Linked DNA regions of Rattus norvegicus: region 1 is linked to region 2. A link is a contact called in public Hi-C data. All regions are on one chromosome and are shown on one strand. The core of a region is the stretch at or near the end of the contact, and the rest is flanking DNA. Distances in the headings are between cores, read along the strand shown. Region 1 overlaps Slit3 (slit guidance ligand 3). Region 2 overlaps Slit3 (slit guidance ligand 3).

The links. A called contact is a pair of places that touch in the nucleus more often than the background predicts.
Region 1: a Hi-C map of mammary epithelial cells shows a contact between it and region 2, with 2.5 times the contacts expected there. The contact joins two enhancer-like sites. A contact is called at or near these places in 4 of 12 Hi-C or Micro-C datasets (the A7r5 cell line, Schwann cells, frontal cortex and 1 more) and 1 of 1 datasets of contacts at active chromatin or transcription factors (oligodendrocytes).

What each region holds. Positions count from the first base shown.
Region 1 is chr10:20,618,163-20,623,859 of GRCr8, reverse strand. Slit3 (slit guidance ligand 3) reads right to left here. Exons shown (of 36, transcript NM_031321.1): 26 at 4,102-4,226. Among named protein-coding and RNA genes, the nearest start is that of Mir218-2, 48 kb to the right of the region's middle. Within about 2 kb of position 2,514, at least 8 of the 93 cell types and tissues checked have an H3K27ac peak or open chromatin away from gene starts, as enhancers often do.
Region 2 is chr10:20,407,529-20,412,604 of GRCr8, reverse strand. The region is part of intron 4 of Slit3 (slit guidance ligand 3); the gene reads right to left. Among named protein-coding and RNA genes, the nearest start is that of Mir218-2, 160 kb to the left of the region's middle. Within about 2 kb of position 3,199, at least 10 of the 93 cell types and tissues checked have an H3K27ac peak or open chromatin away from gene starts, as enhancers often do.

The DNA.
Region 1 (5,697 bases), core at 1,265-3,764, 210 kb before region 2:
GAGTGGATTGGCGCTGAGTATAGGCAGGCTGCTACATGCCGTAAGGAAACAACTGGTTCTCGTTGACTTTGTTTTTAAGTTCCGTGAAGTGGGAGTGAGGTGGAGTATGCTTAATCCAGGAATCCAAAGTACAGCAACACAATTGGGTGCTGACAGATCACCAGAAGTGGAAAATTCCACCCCAAGTGGAAAATTCTACCCTCAACTTCAGGTCATGATCAAAATGAGGGTATAGTAAAATTACCTAAAATGACAGGCTATGTGTAATATATGAAACAGGCTAATTTCATTATTAGATTTAGGTTCTATTTTCTGAATATCTTTGTGTGTGTGTGTGTGTGTGTGTGTGTGTGTGTGTGTACATGTGTGTGCATGTGTGTATGTGTACGTGTGTGTACATGTGTGTGTGTGTGTACGTGTGTGTGTGTACAGTATATGCCACAGTGTGAATGTGGAGGTTAGTGGATAGGATAACTTTGTGGAGTTTGTCCTTTTCTTCCTCCTTTACAATGTTTGGCCCTATGTGTTTGAATGCTTGGCTCACAGGAGTGGCACTCTTAGGAGGGTGTGACCTTATTGAAATAGGTGCAACCTTGTTGGAGGAAGTGTGTCACTGTGTGGACTTTGAGGCTTCCGATGCTCAGGTTCTGTCCAGCGAGGAAGATACTCTCTTCCTAGTTGCCTGCAGAGGACAGTTTCCTCCTGGCTACCTTTGGATCGAGATGTAGAAATCTTGGCTCCTCAAGCACCATGCCTGCCTGGGTGCTCCCATGTTTCCCGCCATGATGATAATGGACTGAACCTCTGAAACGGTAAGCCAGCCCTAAATAAATGCTGTCCTTTGTAAAAGTTGCCTTGGTCACAATGTCTCTTAGTAGCAATGGGTTCTAGATATCCAACTCATGTCACTAGGCTTGAGCAGTAAGTGCCCACTGAGCTAACTCAATGGACCGTCTCTTACTGGGACCTGAGTCTTGACCACTTGTCTAGGCTGGTTGGTCAACAAGCTCTCCTCATACGCCTGCTTCCAATGCCCAGTTCTGAGATGATAAGTTAGCATCATGATGCTTGGCTTTTTCATGGGTTCTGAGACCCACACCTCAGGTCCCCCAGCCCCAAGATATTTTAGTATGCATATGTCTAAGATCCAGAGACACCTGAAATCCGAGTGGCTTCTGGTCTCGAGCACTTCATATAAGGATGCTCAATCTCCATCTGCCCTGAGGGGGAATGAACTACCCTTGTAAATCACATTGCCTGCAAGATACCCCCCAGGTGATGCAGCCCTGTAAAGGAAGCGGCAGTGATGACCATGACTGGCCTAAGGCAGGGCTGAGTATGCTAGAAAGTTCAGGGATGCATGCATGGGAGATGGTGGTACTACAGAGATAATTATGAGAACAGAGTAAGAGAACCTCAGAAAGGACACAGTGGGACCACCGCCTCCAACCCTGCCTATAATCTGGCCTGTCTACTCTCATGGTCTTGCAGAGTGCCGCTTCCTTGGCCTGGGCAGACTCTCCACCCCACACCCACGTGGTGTGGTACGTAGGATCTCTTTTAGACCTTTAGGCAGAGCACAGAAATCTAGGAGGCATTTCCACTCCTTGAGAATATAGTAATTGGGACTGGAGATGAAGATCTCTGTCACTTATGTGTCCTTGAAAAGCAGTCGCCATTTCCAATGTGTGCCTAATTAGCCCAATTCAATTATCTTCTGCTGCATTTTGTTCAAATCTACGGGAACTGGGATGTTCCTTGGTCCTCTTCCCTCTGTTCTCTGTCCCACCCCATGTCCCCTCTCTGACAGAATCTAGGCTTTGAGCAGCTCCCTCATTGGAATCTCTGTGTCAGATGAGGCAGGGGAACCACTCAGGAACCTTGTAAAAGTGTGGCCCTTGGACTAGTAGCCCTGAAAGCCCTTGGGAGCTTGTTAAATGTATACCGTCTCAGGCCTGACCCCAGCTCTCACAAATCAGAACCTACATCTTAATAAGATTCCTAGGCACAGGCAGGCATGGGAAGTATTACTCAGAGCCACCGAACATGTGTGCATGAAGCCCAGTGGCAGGGAAAGAATCAGACATATTTTACTTTCCTAAATCCCAGAATAGTGGCAAGATTGTTAGCCACGTGGCATATTTACTGAGCCTGGCACCGAGGTAGATGAAGTGCACGTGATGTGTTTTTAGACTTGTTACAGCTCGGCGAGAGAGCGAGAGAGCGAGAGAGCGAGAGAGCGAGAGAGCGAGAGAGCGAGAGAGAGAGAGAGAGAGAGAGAGAGAGAGAGAGAGTTTCCTCTTACAGGTGGAAGGGTGAGCTGTAGGGAGAGTCCTTCACTAGGGAAGACCAGGATTTCTGTCTTTAGCTTCTGTGCTTTGTGAGTGGTGGACTGTGGGTAAGCACTTGTATTTACAAATCTCAGTTGACCTTTCAAGTGAGGAGAAGGATGAGGATAATGTCTTGGGGATGACTAAGCACGCTGTGTGAGATAATACACTCCCAATTACTTCATTCAGGCCTTGCATAAGACCAACAGCAATGGCTGTGCACCCTTAGAAATCTCCAGTTTCCCAAGGCAGCATAGCAACGTGGATGAAAATCCTTGACACTTGTGAACCGAGTCCCAAAAGAAAGCAGCAGTACCATAGGCTAATCTCTCGCTCCACTTATGAGGGGCAGGGCAGCTTGCAAGAGGGAAGGCAAAGATAGGACTGTGTCAGCTTATCAAGTGCTTCCCATACAGTGGGTCCTTTCCTAGCCATACTGCACACGTGACTGGTTATACATCTATTCCTTCCAACCTGTGGGATGCATCCTGGCATCCGGATGAGAAGCCTGAGGCGAAGTCACTGGTCATTGACCTACACCTCGCACATGGCAAGGCTGCAGTCTACACATGGCTTCTCTGTAATTCCAGAGCCTGGGACTCCTTCCCCTCCACTGAACGCATACGCACAGGGTTCAGTGGATTCGTGCCTGAATTATCTCACTCTCAGTCTCTGTGCTTGGGCTCTAGGCTACATTTAAGGTTTTGGGGACAGATGGTTTTAAAAGGAATCCTTGGGCTTTCTTGCTCCAGGCCGATAGGTGGCACTCTGACACCGTCTGCTAGCAGCCAGACAGTAGCTGAGAAAGCCACCAGGTAGCTGTTCCCTAGAAACTGCACTCTGAAGCTTGTTCCAGGCACAGTCCCGTGAAGATGGATGAGGATGCTGTGTTCCTGTCACTCAGCCTGTGCAGATGGTGCACAAGATGGGCTACGGGATACCCTGGACTCTTGGCTTGTCCAGCGCATCCAGACCCTATGGAAGAGCATTGAGTCGCACCTTTGCTGATCCCAGTGAGGCACTGAAAGAGGGGTCAGCTATTCAGGAACCTCTTCAGGGTAAAGGACATTGGCCTTGGGACTGTATGGGCTTGAGTTTTAATCCCAAATCTATGGAAGCTCGGTTTGCATGCTTATAAAATAGGCCTTGTTCATAGGTTTGCTGGGAGAACGAGTGAACCTGACGCCAAGCAGAGAGCATGACACGTAGTCTACACATATTAGTAGGGGCACAATCTAACTTCTGGACTGTGCTGGGGGAAAAGATTGTCTTGGAAGTAGCCTGGGTTTCTGGTACAATGGATGAGAGAACTGGTAGTCTCCACCTTTTTGTTGAGTTTGCCAACTATGTGGGTGGCCTCAGAAGCCCCAGACCATTGAGTCTTTGAGTCCCTAATCCCTGTATTCTCTGAAAAGGCAGTCAGGATACTGGGTTCAAGGGATGCCTTTTCTCAGAGGGCATTTTTTTTTAATTACCTGGGTTGCAATCTCTGTGTGACTCACAGCAAAACAAAACAACCCACACAGGTAGCATTTCCTTCTCATCTCAGAGTATCCCAGCCAAGATGGCTGTCTGGTGGGCAGCCTTAGACAATTTGGAGGAGACTAGAGATGTGGTTGGCGAATGTCCCTTGGCGGGGGTGGGTCACAGTGAATTGTAGCGTCATCCCGGCTACTCTACAGAGCTTCAGCTAGCTGCATGGGGCCTCTCCCTGCAGCCAGGACAAAAGAAGAATCTGGACATGAGTGGTGGGCAGGGCCTCCTGCCTTACCTTGTAGCTGTAAGGGCAGGTACAGCGGTACTGCTCCACCGGATCCTGGCTGCAAGTGCTGTTGTTCTTGCATGGGCTAGAGAGGCAGGCGTTGCACTTGGCCACGATGTTAATGTCCACTGGCCCTGAGTAACAAAACCAGAGAGTGGGTGGCAGCCCTCTGAGTAGGCTAACTCCCGTCCCTTCCCCTCTGCTCTGGCTCCCTCCCATCTCTGGCTCTCTTGAAGGCGTACATCCACCTGGAGAGAGTCCCATTAATTCAATGACTGTCCAGTGAGTAAGAATCTCAGCGGGACATTATACAGAAGCACTTCTGCAGTCAAATCAATTACTGTAATTAGCCTGATCCGATTTGGGTGCTAATCTGCAAACAATGCACCATAATTAGAACCCTCCTGCGTATCTTCTGTTCCAGGACGTTCTCAGCACAGCCTCTGTTTCGACCTTCTCCTTCTTTGCCCCTGCCAAGCCATTTTCCCATAGAACAGCCAAGGACGGATGCCAAGGCACACATGGAGAGTCCTTTCTTCACGACCTTAGTGGTGATGGTGTCACACAGAAAGATGCTGATGGGAGCTCTTTGCCTTTGTCACCCAGGGAAGTTTTAACTGTGTCTTGTTTTTCGTTTGGTAAGGGCTGGAAGGAGGTCATGGTCCCCATGAATCTTTGCATAAGGGGACTATGCCTACTGCTGTAGATAGCTTTGAGCATGAGTCATGGATCTATCTATCTATCTATCTATCTATCTATCTATCTATCTATCTATCATCTATCTATCTATCTATCTATCTATCTATCTATCTATCTATCTATGCTCTGTTTAATATCATAACTTTTAACTATCCTTGAGCTAACAGTCCTCAATCTGGAGATGAGTCAAGAGTCACTCTGAGTGACCATTTGTAGGCAGATGAACAGAATGGCTCCAGAGAGCTCTGAAACCAATAGGTCCAATTTGGGCTCACAGCAGAATGAGAGGAACCACCTGCACATGCTTGCCTCTGACTGAGGGCTTCCTGGGGCACAGAGATTTCTCTTGACACACAAGGACAAGTCAGAACCAGCCTAAATCCCACGCCTAGAGTGGTAACTCAAACAGAGATCGTCGGACCCAGAACCAATGTTATTTTTCAAGAACTGGGGACCCATCCCAACTTTACACATTAGGCAGTTCTACCCAGTTACAAGAACTGCCCCTGAGTAGTGATTTTTAAAGCTCTGCAGGTGACTCCTGTCAAGATTGAGCACCACTATTCCAGGGCTATTCGAGTCCCTCTAGTATCAGATCAGATGTCTCAGAAACAGGAAGTAGGAAGTTAAAATTAGCTTTAAATCAATGGAATGTTTTCTGCTTTCAGCAGCCACACGGGACACTGTGCAGTTTTAAAGGGGAAATAAAAACCGAACATTGAGATTCTCAGAGATGAGAAAAGGGCATTAACAGACGAACACTCAATGCAGATGCAAGATAGGTTCTGAAATTAAATTCAGTATGCGTCAAAATTAAGGGCAGATAAAATAGATACTCTTGACTATAGAGTAAGACAAAGGAACCTGGTTCTCTAAGAAAAGGATGCTCAGGGGGGCACTAATGGG
Region 2 (5,076 bases), core at 1,950-4,449:
TAGACTCCTGGACAGAGCTTGGGCATTCACTCTTAGACAGTGACAGAGACATTCACCCCACCCCCCAGCAGCAGTGCACACTCTAGTGAAGGCACCAGAAGAGCTCCGTGACATTAGATGAAAACTGTTCCAAGCTCAGGAAGGGGCTGACAATATTTAGTAGGTAAGTAAGGCGCTCAAAACTGCTCACTGATAACATCCTTGCTGCAAATAAAGGGAATTAAAAAAAAAAACTGATCTTAACCAGTCTGATTAATTCAAACTGTCAACAGTCAGAGACGGATACAGACTCCGTGTTTAAAAGGCACGTGTTCGCTGAGTTTGGGTAGGCTTCTGGAACCTTCTCAACCTCCCTACTACTGTGAGCCTTTAACACAGCTCCTCGTGGTGTGGTGACCCCCAACAACAAAATCTGCTTCGCTGCTACTCCACAACAGTAATTTTGCTACTGTTAGGAGTCGCAATGTAAATATCTGATGTGCAGGGTACCCCATATGTGACCCCTGTGGGGGTCGAGGCCCACAGGTCCAGAAATGCTGTCCTAGAAATGCTGGGCAGCTCAGATCCGAGTAGTTACTCAGTTTTGGCTGACTCTCTGGCTAGGTCACCGCGGATTAACCTCTCTGGGTCTCCATTTCATTATGGGCACAATCTTTACAATAACGTCTACTTATATCCCGGAGTACAGCTGCGTGGGTCAAATGAAAAATGTGCGACTGCTCTGCCGAGCTGGGAAACATTATGTAAATGGGAGGTCCCCTCTATATGTGTGCATTCGTATACGGCCTATGAATAATGCATGAGCTTCACGTGTCTCGGATCCATTTTGATCAATAATTTCACCTCCACGTCCACACAGAACATTAAGGACAGGCATTTTGGATTACCGTTTTGACAATAGCTACAAAGGTACTGAGGAACAATCCCGGGGAAAGGAAAACAAACAGGAAACAGCCGAGAGTCGCTTTAAGCCACAAACTCCATCTGAACAAAACTCGGTAAATCCCTAAACAGTAATTCAATAAACAAAGCCATTCACTCTATCCCTCCCCCCCCTTCCCCAAAGTCCTTGGTGGCCCAGCAGCAGCATACTTGAAGGTTCACTTTGTTATGCACAGTCCCCATTCTAGGACTAATCTTTTTATAATGAACTTAATCCAGTTAGAACTCCCTAGAATGGCCACATGACAGAGTAATTGGATAACGGCCTGAGATTTTGTAATTATTCCTACTCCTCAAGCTGGGCTGGTTTGAATCTGCCTGGCCCCTCCCATCACTGACAACCCTTCCCAATGGGAGGAGAGGTGGGTGAGCTATCTTGTAGGGTAGGGGTTTTAGGAGGAGACTGAGAACAGAGGAGGTGGGATCCAAGCTACTCCTGGTAGACAATCTGTCTCTCCTAATAGGCTGCTCCCTGCAATAAAGAAACGCATACTTCTGAACGCGTAGGTGTCCCCGCACCGCGGGGAGGAATGATTAGCCCAGTTGAGAAAATGGCTTTGAACAATCTTGCAGCTGCTTGGGCACCACTTCTCCTCCCTTCCCGGCTCATTTTCCAATTTACCTTTCCCTGACTGAGGCTTGCCACAGCCGCCTCTGTCCTCACTGAGTCCCTGCAGCAAAGCACAACTCTGGAAGAAGCATGAGCAGACCCATCGATGATGGAATTAACGGTGCCAAAAGCTTTCCCAGAAAACACAGGGCTCCAGAGCGCACCGGAAACTCGAGGTGGGGGTGGGGTGGGGTGTGTGGAGCGTCTCCTTCCCTGTGCGCATTGAGAGTCTACAGGAAATCTGGACTCACCACCCACCGAGTTATTTTTGTAAATTTTTTTTTAAATATCAAGTAGGCCTTTCTTTTGAACCCTACACTAAAAGGGCAGTGTCCCCTAACAAACCCCTTTTGACACTGAGAGGGGACTGCTCTCTGCTCCTCTACCCACCCAAGGTGGCTGATAAAATACCTATGAGTGGGGGACCCCTGACTGGAGGATGCTGGAGGGAAGGAGAGACCCTGGGTGCTCTACCCTAGTTTGGGCCATCTGCATCCTAGGTCCATCTGCATCTTGATGCGTAAGTGCTGGGTGGGTAATGGGACAAGGATAAGGCCAGCAACCTGTAGAAGAATAGGACTCTGGGAACAGTAGCTGGTGCCATGCAGTCACACCACACAGATTTCCACCAGGGAGAAGCCTTAGTAATTAATGATGTAAAACCATCACCCAGGGAACAAAATCAAAGGGAGACCAAAGGCGTCTAGATGGGTGACCATCATGGAGGCTGAGGAAACACAGGCACACTGTTCTGGCCTCTCTTAGATACGGCTTGTCTTGTGCTAGCCCCCTGCCTGGAGTCCTAGGCATATGCTTCTCTTATCGTGTGTTCTAAGTTTTTGTCTTGGTTATTCCACACATATCGACACTAAGACAGCACAGAAAAGGATCCCCTAACTTCTTTTAGGCGAAGCTTGGGCGCTTCCTCTTTACACGTAGATCCAAACACATGCGCCTGTGACTTTGTGTGGTGGTAGCCGGCGGCTCGCAGAAACCCAAAACCAGGATCTTTGGATCCACCTGTCCAAGCCCAATCTCTCCTGACTCGATCCAATCTCTGGACTTGTGTTTATTTTCACAAGCAGATTACAGACAAGAGTTCTCTCCCCTGGCTCTCGGCTTGGAAGTCCGTCTGCTCTTGAAGGCCTTACGTGTTACACTTCACATGCACTGTTCTCACTGCATTCTTACAGCAAAAGCAGCGGGGGCGGTAAAACAATCTTTCCGTGTTCCCTTTGCTTGTTTATAGCAAGTGTGGGGTTGGGATCTGGCTCCTTGCTCTGAGCACTGCGAATTCCTCTTGCTGCCTGTTTGGAACCCTTTGTCCCGGAGGGTGCATGAGCCACAGAGGAGGGGGTCAGCCCATCCCAGTTATCTGGGCCCTAGCTTCTTTGTACTAGAGAGCCAGACAGTCTTGGTATTACTGTCATGCTTGAGCCCTGACAGTTCTACTGGTCCAGGATTTTGAGTCCTGACTCCCCCACATGCTTGCAGACTAGGTTTGCCCTGTGTTTTCCTGGGTGCCTTCTCTAGCCCCAAGGGGTGGCTGCTCCTAAGGAGAGTTTTTCATAGTCCCAGAAGTGCTCCCGGGCGGGCACTGCTCACACAGCACAACAGTGACATCCAGGGGAGAGGCTGGGTGATGGCAGGGACTGCAGGTCTAACATGATATCCCACACATCTAGGGGCTGGTTTATAAGTACACGGACCTTGGATCATTCGGGTGCGGGCATCTGGGGATCTGTTAGTCAACAACCCACTGGTGATTGGCTGAGGTCTTCCTACACTGGTCTCGACCCTTCAGCGTGGTTAGTTGAAGACTCAGGGTGAGTATCTCCAGCCAGACCGCTCTGAACCGAAGCAGCCCCCCCTCCCCCCCCCCCCGATCTCATGAAATCTTCGTTCACAGAGCCTTTTATTGGGTGGAGAAAAAAAGAATTCTGGAACTAAAAAATGAGTGTCACTCTTCCCTTAGAGAGAAAGGGTCTTCTAAGCAATTGGCTAAAGCACAGGGGGTGGGGGGAGTTTTCTTCATGCTCTTACCCATGCCACTAATAGTTTAAAACTTACAGGCTCCATGCTCTACCATTGGTTTTGACCTACATTACCAAGAGTAAGGACACAGAACAGAGAAGCAAAGAACAAGGGTAATTATGCCCCGGAGCACACACATGTGAAACATGCAAGTGTTTAAACATCTAAACAGAATCCAGGGACAGCATGGGTGGAGAGGCTGCAAGAGTAGTGTAACAAGAGAGGAAACAGATCCTTGCCTCTCTTGGTGCCCCTTCTGCATGGGGAGCCTTAGAGCAAATACTGCTCATTAAGAGCCATTTTCTACAGTGTTCTCTCAGCAGACTCTGGTCCTGGATACTCCACGGTTCTCTCTGACAGCCTGGGTGTCTGCCTTCCACTCCCACGGGGCCCCTGCTCATTCCTCTCTTTGGCCAGGAGGGGGCAGCCTGGAGATGCTGCAGAAAGCTGGCCCAAAGAGGAGGCAGGAAAGGAGGAGAATCTGACTGGGGCGCTGGTGGTTTTTTTTTTTTTTTCTGCCAGGTGCTAAGAGTCACCTCTGTCGTGACTGAGATTAGCTCCGGGGTTTAGAGTTCCCACCAGAATGGTTTGGGAGTGGATGTCAACCAGGAGGGCTAAGGAATGGAAAAGGAAGTAAGGAGCAATCATTGCTTTTGGGAAAGAGGCCAAGAGGGAAACTGCCCTGAAAACTGTTATCCATCGCTTTGGGAAAGGAGGCAAGTGGCCAAGTGATACCACCCCCACTCTCTTCCTGATCAGATTCCTTTGTCACCTGCACCTCATACTGCTCTGCCCAGGTCCTGATACAGAGTTGGATGCACTATGGATGCTAGTCACTATCTGACAGGAGGGCGTTGGAGCCCTTAAGGTGAGCTATAGGTCTCTGGACGTAAAGGAGACTCAGAAAAGGAAAACGTTCAACTGGGAGTAGGCGGATGTGATCCAGTTGTAGATTGAAGGCAGAGCCAGAGCCCGTGGGCACTGCCGTTAAATACAAGCTGGCAGGGCGTACTGTCCCCCGAGCACCTGAGACACGATCTTGGCACTGGGCACACTCTGTGGGTCCTTCTGAAGTAGGTTTAGGTGTGTGCGGTGGGGTCTTCTTTCTCTGGGTATTTTCAAACAAAAGAAAGTTGGGGGGAGGGTGGTGTAAAAGTTTGGAGAACTGCTTTGCTGCAAGAGACAGCAAGGCTGAGAATTTACTTTTCTTCTCCCTCTCTTAGTAGATTTTCCTCCTGCTGGCTCTAGGGAAAACACCTAACATGAGCCTAATGTATACAACACACCGTGAAAAGACTCTGCTTTGTCCAGAATGGAAAAGGCCAGAGCTCTGTTACTTCAGGGAGCCCTGGGTTATCATTGTTTCTCCTGCTGTAGTCTCGAAGATACCTGCAAATACCACAGAGCTCTGCTCAGATGAGCTCTGGGTCCACTGCAGGGACTGAGGGGAAGGCCCAGTGCTTGGTCTGCCTGGTCACCGGATGAACCAG